Linked DNA regions of Salvelinus alpinus: region 1 is linked to region 2. A link is a contact called in public Hi-C data. All regions are on one chromosome and are shown on one strand. The core of a region is the stretch at or near the end of the contact, and the rest is flanking DNA. Distances in the headings are between cores, read along the strand shown.

Region 1 (2,700 bases), core at 3-2,502, 150 kb before region 2:
TGAGTGTAGACTGAGGGAAAATTGTGTGATTTTATTCAATTATACTTTCGCAACAAAAACAAGTTTGCATTAATGGCAAAAGTAATTAATTATGTGCACATTTTAATATTCATTTCCCAAGTAAAAATAAATATTTTTTATAAAAGTTTAAATTAATGCTATATTTATTTCCATTCATTATGCTGGACATTTCCATTTATATACAACATCTTTTAACATTTCATTTTGGTGACCCAATACTTGAAATAAAGTCAGAGGGACTGAAATATTACCCGAGCCCAAAAATGACCCACATACATACACATGAAACTGAACCAGAATCTGGTTTTACAGATCAGAAGACATTGATATGATTCGCCATATCAACGCCTCCTGTGCCAGATTCTGGTTCACATGAAACTGTCTTGTTGAAAATGAATGAAAAAGGCATACCAGTAACTGAGGACAACCCGTGAATTAACGTTAACTGGCTAAGTTAAACATCTGTCTAGCGGTGGCCACGCAGGCAGGAATGACTCGAGCTGCCTTCCACACAATCGGTCTTTCATGGGACCAACAACATTGCTAGCCTTCTAGCTAGCTGGTTGGTTGGTTGGTTGGAAATAGCAAAGGCCCACACAAAGACAATAACGTTACAGTATGGTTTAGAAACTGGCCCACAGCTAGGTAGACATATACTCTGTAGCTAGCAACGTAGCCCATACTAGACGTTAACTACCTTTCATACCTTGGCTTGGGTTCTCGAGAGCATCTAACTAACGTTAGCAAGCTCCAGCAATGCAGCAACTTACAGTACTAACGTAGCTACTGTACCTAGCTAACGAACTGCATCGATATTTTCCACATCAAAGCTTGCGTAGATTGCTGACGAGCTAGCTAGTACTGTACCTACAGTACCTAGCGAGTAAACTAACATTAGTCGTTATCAAAAATGTATGAATATAGGCTAGCTAGCTTGCCAACGTTAATTGTAAAGATGTGCCTTTAGCTAGTTGGTAAGTCTAATAAATGGCTTACCTTTCACGATTACCGCTAACGTTACTGGATGTCAAACGACGACAATGCACCAGTCAGGGTGTGCTTGGTATTTTGTGTGGAACTGTGTATTCACCAATAGGCTGTCAAAAAGGGATAATTTCTCCATCCCTTTGCTCTCCTTTCCTTCGATTCCTCCTACCTTAGCGTTTACACTTCCGAAACATTTCCTCAAGCACACCGCCACCTAAATCTTAAAGAGACCAGGACCTATTTAATTGTAGACAATGTATTCAACATAATGGGGTTTATTAATGTCAGGTTTCGATTTAGACACCAGGCAGCGCTGTTGTATTATAATTAAGCAGTCATCGCTATGCATTTATCACATAAGTAATGCACGTCACTGCATTACCTTCATTTCGATATGGACCTAGACATAGGCATACTTCTCTAGGGAGAGTCTCCCAGTAAAAATGGTTCCAGTTCAATATATCCTGCACACTGGGTTGAAGAGAGGTCTGTGTGTGTGCATGGTGGTGTGCGTGTAAATCATGCATTACTGTAGATGTGAACCATTATAGCATAAAGATATCAAATCTTATTAGTCACATTCGCCGAATACAACAAGACCTTACAGTGAAATGCATACTTACGAGACTTGGCGCTCCGGCACCGCTTGCCGTGTGGTAGCAGAGAGAACAGTCTATGACTAGGGTGGCTGGAGTCTGACAATTTTTAGGTCATTCCCCTGACACTGGTATAGAGGTCCTGGATGGCAGGAAGCTTGGCCCCAGTGATGTACTGGGCTGTTCGCACGACCCTCTGTAGTGCCTTGCGGTCGGAGGCCGAGCAGTTGCCATACCAGGCAGTGATGCAACCAGACAGGATGCTCTCGATGGTGCAGCTGTAGAACCTTTTGAGGATCTGAGGACCCATGCCAAATCTTTTCAGTTTCCTGAGGGGGACTAGGGTTTGTTGTGCCCTCTTCGACTGTCTTGGTGTGCTTGGACCATGTTAGTTTGTTGGTGATGTGGACACCAAGGAACTTGAAGCTCTCAACCTGCTCCACTGCAGCCCCATCGATGAGAATGGGGGTGTGCTCGGTCCTCTTTTTCCTGTAGTCCACAATAATCTCGGACAGGGAGAGGTTGAAAATGTCAGAGACACTTGCCTGTAATCCGTCTGGCCCTGTGGCCTTGTGAATGTTGACCTGTTTAAAAGGTCTTACGCACATCGGCTGCGGAGTGCGTGATCAGTCTTCCGGAACAGCTGGTGCTCTCATGCATGTTTCAGTGTTATTTGCCTCGAAGCAGTTTAGCTCGTCTGGTAGGCTCGTGTCACTGGGCAGCTCTCGGCTGTGCTTCCCTTTGTAGTCTGTAATGGTTTGCAAGCCCTGCCTAAATGAGCGTCAGAGCCGGCGTAGTACGATTCGATCTTAGTCCTGTATTGACGCTTTGCCTGTTTGATGGTTCGTTGGAGGGCATAGCGGGATTTCTTATAAGCTTCCGGGTTAGAGTCCCGCTCCTTGAAAGTGGCAGTTCTATCCTTTAGCTCAGTGTGGATGCTGCCTGTAATCCATGGCTTCTGGTTGGGGAATGTACGTACGGTCACTGTGGAGACGACGTCATCGATGCACTTGTTGATGAAGACAATGACTGATGTGGTGTACTCCTCAATACCATCGGAGGAATCCCGGGAACATATTCCAGTCTGTGCTAGCAA
Region 2 (2,700 bases), core at 83-2,582:
TTTCCGACAAGTAAAAAAAATAAAAAATGTCCTACTGGCAAAAAACGTTAATGTCCAGACCTGCATCTCAGTTATGGAACACAAGCGTACACTGCTTAACAGATATTACTGGGTTAACGGAAATCTGCCTGCATGGCATGTGGCATGACTGATATATGTTGCTGTAGAGTCCCTGGCTTTGCCCAGCAAGTGGCTATTGTCTAGCAATATCAAGGCAGCAATGAAAGATGCATCAGCAATCTGTTAAACGTGGCTCATCTAGGAAATAATGTGGGACATGAGACGTGCATTACAAATAATAAATTCATTACTCTACACTTTCACCCTTTGAAATCAATTATATCGACCCACGGTATTGCTTTTAACTGGTACATTACAGGGCCTAACGTTACCTAGCTAATGTAGCAAAACACATTGATGCTGACATATCCTAGCTACAGTAGGCAGGCATCGCGATGTTGATGCCAACCTGTCATGAAAGATTAATTAATTCGTATTGCAACGGCTGGCTGGCTAACGTGATGTTTCTTGCCTGTGTATAAACTACAGGCCGTTGCACCTCCCTAAAAGTGCTCTGCTTTTTCAGACTAACTGCATATAGTAATAACTTCTATATTGAAAGACAACTAGTCAACCGGCAGTTTGTTTATATCCAAGCCATTTTAGTGAGAGAGAAAAAAACACTCCCCGGATCTGGGCGGGACAGTGAGGGGGGTTCTGAGTCCAAGACAACCCGAGCCAAGGCGTTTCAGTAGCCATCAGCTTAGCGCTAACAGCAGGCTGGGGACAACACGCGCAAATAACCGTTAGCCAGCTAGCCATCTCAGTTGGCAAAAAAACACAAATAGCAACGACATTAAAGAGGACAGTTGTTAGTTAGTTTGCTAACTAAACTTGTCAAACAAACGTTGACTACCTACAGCTATCGTTAGCTAACTCGACAAGTGCAAACATCTTAAGACATTCTGAGAGCTAGAACTGGCAGTGGTGTAACGCAAGGTAGTCAACGTTAACTAACGTACTTAACGTTACTGCAGAGAGAGAAAGCTTAACGTCGTTAGTGTGGCTTACTCCAGTGGATAACGTTAGCTAACCTTCCGCGCAAATGGATTTAGCATCAGGGATGCTGCCACATACCCTAGTTTACGAAAACAGACATAAACCAGACACTCACCACACAGAAATGGGTGCCAAATTCCTCTTTTCGGGTAGGGAAACTCGACCCCGGCAAATTTCAGAGGCTCCTACAAAGCCAAAAGCGGTGTGCTCTGCAACAGCTGTGTTCTGTTTTGAATGAGGGTTGAATGGACACGGGAAAAGGGGCGGAATTTAGAAAGTTCGCTCGCCTTCGCTGTTGCCCGCTGCAACCTGGTCTCAGAGCAGTTCGTATTATTGTGTACGGAAACCGAAATCCTTGTTTTTAGGATAATAAATGACATGTCCAATGGTATGTTTTAATTTGTGGATGTCAGGCACCAATTTCGCATGATGTAATACGAATTGTAATTTGTGACATATGTTACGAATTTGCAAAATACAGAATATGTTAAGATTTTGCAAAATTAACTATATATTACAAATTTGAGAAACGTATGATATGTTACGAATTCTAGCTAGGCAGATAGGCGGCTAACCGTAGCTAGCTGGCTAACGTTAGCTAGGCTACGGGTTCGCGTTTAGGAGTTAGGTTAAAGGAGTAAAGTTTTGAAAGCGTGTTAAGTAGTTGCAAAGTAGCTAAATGTAGTAAGTAGTTGTAACGTTTGCTTATTAGCTAAAATGCTAAAGTTGTCCCTGATGAAATTCAAACTCCCAACCTTTGAGTTGCTAGACATTCATTCCTACCCATTCACCCCAACCAACCATCCTACTTTCGTTTTTGCGTTAAATACCCATCTGTTTTATGTAACCATATCAAACCCAACATATACTAATACTAGTGTCCAGGATTTATTTTACTATGTTACGTTTAGTTTATGAGACCAGGCTAAAATATTTTTTATGTCTCCCCCAATGTTACTAGGGAGTGTAAACTGATCCTAGATCTGTGGCTACAGATAAGGGTGATTCCTACCACCGTGTGCCAGTACACCAGAGAATGCTGCGTGTGTGTCGCGTGGAGTCTTGACTGGCACCTACCGGGGGCGCGAGACAGAGCTGGGCATTGTTTAGTCAACGAGAGTGAATGGTATGCCAGTGAAATTGCCACCGGTAATGGTAAGAGAGAGGATAGAGGTCTGTATTTTAGGTTTCTCGCTACGCCCCCAAATATTTTGCATTACAGCCAAGTTTTTATCTCGGATGTGACCAGTGTGCTTCTCTGTGGATGTGACCAGTGTGCTTCTCTGCTGGATTTGGAAGTAGCAAAACAATAGAATATGTTTGCATCAATGTTTTCATATTGTCAATTTGGACCATGGAAGGCTGGGACTTTAATAATAATATGTGTACAAAAAACAAAATAAATGTTTCAGCAATTCTGACCGAAACGTCACATTATCTGTCTGATCTGAAGCGCTTTACTCAATAACGTGAATATATCCCACCAGATTATTCTATTTTTAACACATCACATGACATCAAATGGGATGAGCAAATTAGACGACAAAATAAAACTCTGACCTGCCCTGATGTACTCATGGACAGTGGATTTGTCATATCACGCTAGTTTTCCTTGACTTTGACTCCATCTTGTGGCAGAAC

The links. Hi-C and Micro-C count contacts between places; a contact is called where the count stands out from the background.
Region 1: a contact with region 2 is called in a Hi-C map of muscle, with 5 times the contacts expected there. The contact joins the promoter of fam20b here to the promoter of LOC139578505 in region 2. A contact is called at or near these places in 2 of 3 Hi-C or Micro-C datasets (muscle and red muscle).

The regions. Positions count from the first base shown.
Region 1 is chr6:29,508,008-29,510,707 of SLU_Salpinus.1, reverse strand. fam20b (FAM20B glycosaminoglycan xylosylkinase) reads right to left here and starts at 1,252. Exons shown (of 10, transcript XM_071406187.1): 1 at 1,018-1,252.
Region 2 is chr6:29,353,258-29,355,957 of SLU_Salpinus.1, reverse strand. LOC139578505 (ras-specific guanine nucleotide-releasing factor RalGPS2-like) reads right to left here and starts at 1,332. Exons shown (of 19, transcript XM_071406199.1): 1 at 1,175-1,332.